Linked DNA regions of Mus musculus: region 1 is linked to region 2. The links are chromatin contacts, called in public capture Hi-C maps. All regions are on one chromosome and are shown on one strand. Each heading gives the region's core, a stretch centred on a gene start, on an enhancer-like site or on the middle of the called end of the contact. The rest is flanking DNA. Distances are from core to core; before and after follow the strand shown. Region 1 holds the start of Nlrp10 (NLR family, pyrin domain containing 10). Region 2 holds the start of Ppfibp2 (PTPRF interacting protein, binding protein 2 (liprin beta 2)).

What was found. Capture Hi-C pulls out chosen DNA fragments and counts their contacts.
Region 1: a capture Hi-C map of embryonic stem cells shows a contact between it and region 2, with 5 times the contacts expected there. The contact joins the promoter of Nlrp10 here to the promoter of Ppfibp2 in region 2. A contact is called at or near these places in 6 of 39 promoter capture datasets (cranial neural crest, embryonic stem cells, frontonasal cranial neural crest and 3 more), 1 of 484 Hi-C or Micro-C datasets (B cells), 5 of 115 datasets of contacts at active chromatin or transcription factors (embryonic limb bud, embryonic stem cells, large pre-B cells and 1 more) and 2 of 9 other capture datasets (embryonic stem cells and liver).

Annotation. Positions count from the first base shown.
Region 1 is chr7:108,926,976-108,931,911 of GRCm38.p6, reverse strand. It overlaps Nlrp10 (NLR family, pyrin domain containing 10), which reads left to right and starts at 1,754. Exons shown (of 3, transcript NM_175532.3): 1 at 1,754-1,792; 2 at 4,758-4,936. The coding sequence starts at 4,783.
Region 2 is chr7:107,593,105-107,597,854 of GRCm38.p6, reverse strand. It overlaps Ppfibp2 (PTPRF interacting protein, binding protein 2 (liprin beta 2)), which reads right to left and starts at 2,804. Exons shown (of 25, transcript NM_008905.2): 1 at 2,476-2,804.

The DNA.
Region 1 (4,936 bases), core at 505-3,004, 1.3 Mb before region 2:
CCGATTCTCTCTCTCTCTTTAAAGATTATTTATTTATTTATTTATTTATTGAATGTACATGAGTACACTGTTTTCAGATGCACCAGAAGAAGGCATGAGATCCCATTACAGATGGTTGTGAGCCACCATGTGACTGCTGGGAATTGAACTCAGGACCTCTGGAAGAGTAGCCAGTGCTCTTAATCACTGAGCCACCTCACCAACCCCAACCTATTCCTCTCTTTAATCCTCCTCCATTAGTCTTTTTCTTCCCCTAGTCTTCTTTCCACTTTCATGTTATATATGTATGTGCTACGTGTGGGTTATGTTATATATAAAAATAAAATTCTAGGATCCTCAAATGAGGGAAACATGGTCTATAAACAGTAAGAAGAGACCTCCTTTAAAAAATGTATGTATGTATGTATGTATGTATGTATGTATGTATGTGTTTATTTATTCACTTTACATCTTGCTCACTGCCCCCTCCAAGTCACCTCTTCCTGCAATCATTCCTCCATTTTCTCCCTCTTCTTCTCTGGATATGCCCCCATCCTGGCACTTCAAGTCTCTGCAAGGCTAGGCACTTCCTCTCCCACTGAGGCCAGACAAGGCAGCTCAGCTAGAACATATCCCATATACAGATAACAGCTGTTGGGATAGCTCCCACTCCAATTGTTTGGAACCCACATGAAGACCAAGCTGCACATCGGCTACATATGTGTGGGAAGCCTAGTTCCAGCCCGAGTATGTTCTTTGGTTGGTGGTTCAGACTCTGAGAGCTCCAAGGGTCTAAGATAGTTGATTCTGTTGGTCTTCCTGTAGAGTTCCTATCCCCTTAGGATCCTGCAATCATTCTTATTCTTCCATTAGAATCCTCAATCTCCGTCCACTGTTTGTCTTTATCTGTCTAAGTCAGCTGCTGGGTGGAGCATCTCAGAGGACAGCCATTCTGCAAGCATAACAGAGTATCATTAATAGTGTCAGGGATTGGTGTTTGCCTATGGGAAGAGGAGACCCTTCTTAGTCATGAGAGGGCCAGGCTTTTTCTTTTGTTCAGGCCTCATCTGATGGGATGAGGGACACCCACATTAGGAAGCACAGTTTGCTTTTGTCAGCTACTGACTCAAATGTCTCATTCCAAGGACAGCCTCACAGAAACTCTCAGTGATGTGTGGACAAAATAAACCCCATCACATATCATTTTCTAGTTGTCCTGGGAAGTGTGTTTGAAAAGTCATACCTGAAAAAAAAATAAAGCCAAACCAGACCAGACCAGACCAGACCAGACCAGACCAGACCAGACCAGACCAGACCAAACCAAACTAAACCAAACCAAGCCAGGATCATCTCCGTTGTTAACCTAGCCCATCTTAAGGACTGAAAGGAAGCTCCTCTCTGTCTCTCTGTCTCTGTCTCTCTGTTTCTGTCTCTTTGTCTCCCTCTCCTTCTCTCTCCCCCCTCTCTCCAGCTCTCTCTCTAGCTCCCTCTCCAGCTCTTTGCTCTTCCCTTCCCTTTCTGTTTTGCTTTCCTGCTCAGTTTATTTGTTTTATGTCTCCCTATATCTCTTAACTCACTTTGTCTATCTGTTTCTATCCCTGGTCCCTGTTTTCCCCATTTTTATCTTCTTTTGGATACCCAGTTTCTCTAGTTGTCACCGTCTTTTCCGTCTCTAGCCAGGGCAGGGTTAACATCATCTCATTTCTTGCCTCCGCCCCTCCAATTAAACTCAGTTCCTGTTTCTATAAATACTTAGGTGTTACTAAGAATCTCTGGCACACTGACTTAGACCTTGAGATCTGGCGTTGGTACAGTAAGTGGCCTCTGCTTCTTGTTGTTCTGTCTAGAGAGTCATGTCTCATTCTTTTGTTTTCTCATCTTGGCTTCTTGGCCTTGAACTCTTGGTACTTTGTTGTTTATTTCTAGCCTGAGTTTGCCTAGGGTTTTGAGTAAGTCAGGTCTCATTCCTACCATTTTCCCTGGACTCCGGGGGTTTTCACTGAGGGCTGTGACTGGGCGGCTTGGGGGAGAGAGAAAGGTGCACAGTTGAGGGCTGGCAGTTCACATCCTGGCCTCTCCCCTGTCCTGCTACCATTGCTGTCAAGCTCTTTAGAAATTCTCTTAGCCATACATCAAGTAGAATAGAGCATCTATCAGACATACCCTCATTCATCTTCTGAACAGGAAAACCACACAACTGCCTCTCCATCGGACAGACTTTCTCATTGAAAAGCTTATCTTCTGCCTTTTTTTTTGGGATTCTGATCCAGTTCCTATCCTCAGTCCCCACCTTTGGTATTTCTAGCCTGATCCTTCCTTCGGATGCTTTTTGTTGGCATTAAAAAATACCCCACCCTTTCCATGTGAGGGTAAAGACTGCTTAGACCAGTATTTCCTCATGTCTGCAGATTCCCTTCATTGCCAAGTTTCCTGAAGGAATTGTCCACACACATTACTTACACTTCTTTGCCTCATAGATTTTTTTCTGGGAAGATCTATGGCCTATTATTTTAACACAGTGAAGCATGTGTATGTATCAGAAATTTAACATGTTACAAAGTCTGTGTCTTCAGTTTTCATCTTTCTCATCATCCTCATCCTCTTCCCAAGACAACAACTTCAGTTTTCAAGTGTCTTTGTACACACAACACACACACACACACACACACACACACACACACACACACGATACACATGTGAGTGTGTGTGTATGTGTATGGGTGTGTGCATATATGCATGAGTGTGTGTACTTTGTGTATGCACAGGCCAGAGGATGTCAGGTGTCCTGTTCTATAACTCCCCACCTTGTTCTCCTGAGACAGGGTTTTTCATTGAGCTTGGAACCGGGCTCAAATGCCAGCCATGCTCATGTACCCACCCTCAGTGGTTTTACACGGGAGCTAGACTATGAATGCAAATCCTCAGCCCTGGTGCTCAGGCATGCATGCTTACACAGACAACGCTCTTACACACCGAACCATCTCTTAGAGAGTGACAGTGACAGTGCCCACTCCTTTTGTCTCTTGTCAAACTGCTCCAGTCTGGCCTGGGGTCAAGTTGTCAGGAGGGCAAGTGCCCCCCAGGAGGGATGTGAATCATCTCCGTGCTGTTTTTTTGGCAATATAATAGTTCACTTCCCTTCCTTGTTTCTCAAATTTAATGTTTAACAAGTGAGATTAAGTTGCTCATGTCAACAGACAGATCTGATGTGTGGGCATCTCTGCTTCCCTGATCACTGAGGTCATTCCTGGGTTTCATTCCGTACCCAACACTGAGCACGTAGCAGACAGGAGGTGTCTGAGAGTTCATACCTTTGCTTTTAATTCCAACCCCACCAGATGATAATGAACTGGGATAAGAGGACCCAGGCTTGGCCTGCGGAACTGAAAATAGACCTGTTCCATCTCTCCTGAACAGTAGCTGTTTTGTCTTCTTGTCCCACGGAGCTGACTCACCCTCCCACTTCCAGCTCTTCAAGCCTGCGCTTGACTAGCCTGGAGCTCTGTTGTTGTCTTCTTGTTCTTCTGGAATCAGTTTCCTCAGAATCAGAGCTTTGCGGGGGATCCCCAGGTTTTTCATCTTTGACACTTTGAGGTAATGTGTCATTGTTTTTGTAGTCCCACCTCTTTACACAGGTCTAAGACCTGTGGCAAGAGTCCCTGTGTCCGACTGTGTTTCTGAGAGGTTTCTTCTTTTCATTGGTATTCAGTTTTAATACTGATATTTGAGTATTGCCAAGTATACTACTAAAGACTATTTTGAGCACCTCCATACGTTATATTTCTGCAATGGATTCCACGTGACTTCAGATAATGAGCACTTCCTGGGTTCTGAAGTCCTGTTGATCACTGTCATTGAATAAATGCTGAGTTGAAGAAGTAACTTGGCACAAATGAAGCACTAATAGTGTCTTTTCCCTTCTTGGCTGTATTTGAACTCACCTCCTTACCTAACCTAGAGACCCTATGAGTGGCTGAGCTCATGTCGCTGGTATGTGAGGCAGTGGACTGAGGATTGAGATTTTTAATCTTCCTGTCTTTGTGGTCTCAGCAGGCATGCACAAGTTCTGTAAACATTCACAATCTAAGGAAGACTCACTTTTTTGAAACGTAATAATCTCATTTTTTTCTTAATGCTTATTTAAGACGTAATGCTTGAGTCTAATTTAAGAGTGCCTATGGACATCTAGGGACATTGCCCAGTTGGTAGAGTGGATACCCAGCACACACGAATCCCTAGGTTCAATCCCCTGTACCTCCTGAAGCTGAGAGTGATGGTGCATGGCAGTCATCACAGTACTCAGTAGGCAGAGGCAGGACCTCTGCTATACAGAAGTTTGAGGCCAGCCTGGAATACGCAAGATACACACACACATACACACACACACACACACACACACACACACAGAGAGAGAGAGAGAGAGAGAGAGAGAGAGAGAGAGAGAGAGAGAGAGAGAGAGAGAGAGAGAGAAGGCAGGCAGGCAGGCAGGCAGGCAGGCAGGAAGGAAGGAAGGAAGGAAGGAAGGAAGGAAGGAAGGAAGGAAGGAAGGGGGCCTTCTTGCTCGTTACTCACATGGTCACACATGCTATCTGATAGAGCAGGAATAATTAGACAATTTCTACTGCTGCCTCATCCACTTCCCCTTCTTGGAGCTTTGCACTTATGTGGTCTCCCCCAAGGCTTCTGCTCCACAGACAGCCAAACACCCAGTAGGAAGGGCAACTGGGGAGTCTCCAGCTCTTCCCCACTTATCATTTCCCATTACTTCTCGTTTCCAGGTGCCAGGGCTGAACTCTGACCATCATGGCCTTGGCACGGGCCAACAGCCCCCAGGAGGCACTGCTTTGGGCCTTGAATGACCTTGAGGAGAACAGTTTCAAGACGCTGAAGTTCCACTTACGAGATGTGACCCAATTTCATCTGGCCCGAGGGGAACTGGAGAGTCTGAGTCAGGTGG
Region 2 (4,750 bases), core at 1,555-4,054:
CGAGACTCTAAAAATAAACACACATAGGTGCCTTCAAGCACAAACAAAACGAAATTCTAGGGTAGCAAAGGGTAAAGGAAGTGGAACTCCTAAGAGGAAGGAGGAAGCAAGAAAACCAGTGACTCAGGAGAATCCAAGCCCAGAGTTTTAGCTTTACTTTTGTGCACAAAGGGGTGACCGTCATATCTTATATGGAGTCACACACTTTATAGGTCTTAACGTTTAAAACATGTCACCTATATATTCATTCTTTCTCCCTCACCAGGGGATTTGAAACAGTAATGAATCATAAATAGATCTGTATTTCAGGAGAAACCATCCCCACACAAACTTATGGACACACACAAATTAGCTGCTGACCAGTATTGTCGAAGTAGTGCATCCAAAATTGAACTAGAATTCTCCAAGAACTGTTCCTTTTCCTAGAGTCTTATTCTGCCTAACCAGTATAAAGGCTGACACCTCCCTTTTCCTGGCCCTGGTATTTCTAGGGTCTCTTTTGTCTACTCACACTTCACTCTCCTCATAATTATCTGAATTGGCCTGCCAGTCTCCTAACTGGCCTTCCAGCTGTGGTCCTTCAGGCGCTACCAAGTCCAATAGTGGATCCCACCCGGCTGTTATTAGAAACACCTGGAGAATGCCAAACATGCCTGGGACCTACTTAACCTGAAGAGTTTGCAAAACTCCGAGGCCTTCGGAGAGTTTGTACATCACTCTTAATACTTGATACAAACAAGAAAGAAATAGGTTAGAAATACAGAATGCCAGACTTCACCCCTGACCCACAGTGTCAAAAATCTACTTTTGAAGATCATCTCTTGATTCTCAAGCTTGTGTCTGAAGCACAGGGCTCTAAAATGTCAGCTGACCTTTCTCTCCACAAATGTTTACTAGATTTCTGTCAGGCTGGGGGTTGGGCAGGTCAAAGTTCAAGGACTCTAACTTTGATAAGCTCAGCAGACCACAGTCAGTCTCTGCTTAATATCCCATACATTGAAGTCTGTGGCCTTGGGCCAGCTGGGACCATTGGTTTTGTTGTTATTTTGTTCTGTCTACCAATCAGGCCAGGAACCAAGAAGGACCAGTAGCCATTTCTTATAGACTGAGTTTGCCTTATAGACCTCTCCATGGCCCAGGTCACCGCTAACATCTTCCTGTGACATCCCTCATATAGATTGATCCTTCTTAAAACCTACCCAGATTTTCCTTATTCTGGTGAAAAAAAACAAACAAACCCCTAGAATTTCTGTAAGTTTGTTCCAACCTTCATCTGTCTTTATCTCTTACATGTATCTCTTATGTTATCCATCCACTTAGCATATCTGCCTTAGTTACCAAAACACAGACAATAGTAGCAATAAACTAAAATCGGCACATCATCAAACCTCAGAGTGATACCACTAATATATTATGTGAGGGCTGAGTGTTGTTGCTCAGTGGTAGAGCACTTGCCTAGCTAAGCATTCACAAGGGTCTAAATGAGATCACCAGTTCCCATCACCATCAGCCTTAAATAAAATCCCAAATGAAAATAACAACAAAAGACTTAACAATATTCCACTTCAAAGTCACGTAAATATGCATACAAACGGGCTGGTGAAGAAAGAAATAATTTCTAATCAGATAACATGTTTAGTATACCAATAGTAATCTAAGACTGAAGATTAATTAGGTCTGTAATTGACTTCCTTCCTGTAGTTGAGCATTTACCTTAACAAAATACTCGGTAATCTAATAAACACTACAGTCTACAATATAATCAATTAAGGACCAAGAGAAATGAACACAGGCAGAAATAAAACCAAAATATGAAGAGGAAGACTGATCTATATCAAATATCTCAGTGCTCTAAGAAAGAGCTGAATGCCTATTTGAATCCTACCGGAACCTTGGAAGTTCTAGTTTTTAAACATATAATAACCTTATTTTGATCGGAGGGAAAAGTATGGGTCTGGCGTCAGGATGGAAGGAGGGAAGAGGACCCACTTTTAAAAACAGAAGCATCCCCACACCCTAATCCTGCCTTGAGCCTTTGGGAAGTGTGTTGCATTTAGCAATTAGTGCACAGAACTGCTCCTGGCCAAAGCGCTCTGGACCAAAGGTCTATGGAACAAACCCACCTAGGTATCTCCAGTTGATGCCACTGCTGCCCTCACGGGACTCAAGGCTTGGGTCAAAATCGCCCGGAACTCTGAGATATCGGAACACCCCGGTATCCTGGGGACCACTCTGCCACCTGTAGAAGCGCGGGGCAGGTGGCACATCCAGAGCGAGGTCGGGTAGAAAACTCAAGCAAATCCAGGGGAGTTGCTCCCTTTTCTCAGTCTCCCAGACAAATAAGTGGGTCCCCAAGTCTTGAAAACGTTCGAAGGTCTAAAAGACCACAGACGCCCAACTACCCATGTAGTTCTTGGATCTGGGGGTACTCAGTTCCCGGGATAGCGGTGAGCCGAGGCAGGGAGACCCACTGACCTGGATGCCAGAGTGCAGCTTCTCTCTCGGAGGCTCAGGTATGCAGGTCGCTCCTGTGTCCCTCACACTTTCCAACATAAGAGCGGAGAACCCAGTGACAGGCCACTGGCCCAAGGACCAACTGCCAACCAAGTGGCAGACCCGCCAGCACCGACCCGGTTCGGCACCCACGTGACGGAGGCGGGGATCCCAGAGAGGCTGGTCCCGGAGTGTGGCTCTCTGGCTGCTGGGACCTTCCCCCTAGGAACCGCCCCTCTGCCACCCCTCCTCCTTCTCCCGCACCGCAGTGGCCCGCGAGGACCCAAGAGCCACAGTTCCAGTTCCACAGGGACTTGCCTGGTCAGCCCCGCCCCCAGGCAGAGCTCCCGTGCTGGCTCAAACCCCGCCCCTCCCGGGAGACCACGCCCCTCTCTGGGTCCAGCCCACTGCTTGCACCTAGGACTCTTGCACTCTTCCGGCCGCAGAAAGGACCCTAGGCATTTTCCTTGTGTCCCACTGTGCTCAGGTCTCCAGAGTTTTTGTAATCTGTCAGCAGGACGAGGAAAGCGTGCGGAGAATTGCAGAAAGGAGCACCGAAGCGCAAGCGTACACACACACACACACACACACACACACACACAGCGGGCCTTGTGTAACCCCATTGAGATTAAGGGTAGTCTAAGACCTGTATCATTCCCAATCAGCCCAGACCAACCCCAATTTGGGTTCCATGTCACTCTTAGATCTGTCTAACTCAACCTCCGCCGCCGCTCCCCCCGCCTTTCCTGAAGGTCCCTCTAGTGGTTAAAGCTCTGGTGTTCTGTCTTGTGAATAGCTGAAGACAGAACACTTCCTGTGCCCTGCAAGGTCAGGTACAAGTATGCAAAACAAACAAACAAAAAAAACCTGGAGACCGAATCCCAGCACCTACCTCGAGCGTGCATAAGGCCCTGGGTTTTACCACAGCTGCTTGCCCTACCCGGGCCTCCAAGGGCCGGTTGCTCATTTTATCTGCTTAGAATCTCCAGGGCCTCAGATGGCAGGGATACAGGGACTCTGGCAGGAGTCTCTACTAAGCTGGACTCCAGTTGCTTACACCTGGAGTGTTGACAGACACGACTCGTCTTTTTTTTTTTTTTTTTTTTTTCAAAATTAGTCTAAAATTACTGGTATGACCAGAGGCTTGCACACATGAACAGAAGATCATAAATACTGTGGCAAACAGGTGTGTGAGCACTGCGGGGACATGGCCAGCAGCAGAGCAAAGGCAAAGCCAGTAGAGGAAGATTGGGGCCCCAGACTTGTGTCACAGCAGGACACCCTTCGGTTCTTTCACTTCCTTAAAATAGCGGGTGAGAGGCTTTTGGAAACAGAGCCTGCGCAGTTCATATAAGTTCAAGTGTGGGCAGTTCCAAATCCCACTGGTAGCTTGGGGCCACGGGGGCAGTTTCTTCCCCCAGGCCCCCAGAAACTGCAGCATTTTCTCAGAACTATACAATTATTTTGTAAAATGTTTTATGAACTTGGCTTTCTCAAGCTTCTGTGCAGTTTGGGAAGGAGCTTTAAAAGTACAGACGCCGGGCGTGGTGGTGCACGCCTTTGATCCCAGCACTCGGGAGGCAGAGGCAGGTGGATTTTTGAGTTCAAGGCCAGCCTGGTCTACAGTGTGAGTTCCAGGACAGCCAGTGCTACACAGAAAAACCCTGTCTCGAAAAAAAAAAAAAAAAAAAAAAAAAAAAAAACAACCAAAAAACAAAAAAAAAAGTACAGACGCTCTCCTCCCATCTCCAGAGGGTCTGATCTCTTGGCGTTGGAGAGGATAACCTGCATATTCGGAATTTGAAAAGCTCCCCAGGTGATTCCAATGTGCAGCAATATAATAAATAACCATTTCTGTGGGTCATGGAGACACCATCAATCTTCATTTAAATCCAACCAGAGTGGAACTGAAAAGCACACGTGAACGATACAGAAGCAGGTGTTCCAGGGCCCTCATGCTGTTAGGAAAAGCAGCAATGAACAGGTCCTTTCCAACGAAAATTTCACCTAACAGGGATATCCTGCCTGTGGGGATTCTGTGTACCAGGGTGTACTGTTTGAGACAAATCTATCTTGCAAAACTATCAAATCCCAACATTTCCCGGATAGAAGCCAGACAGCACGCTACAAACTGTTCACTGAACTTCAGAGGAACCATATAGACAGAGCTCACTCCTTTGGATGATGCCCTTGCACCCTTCAATGTGAGTAGGTCATGTTCTTTGTCAGTAAGGTAGGTGACATGACTCTGCCCATA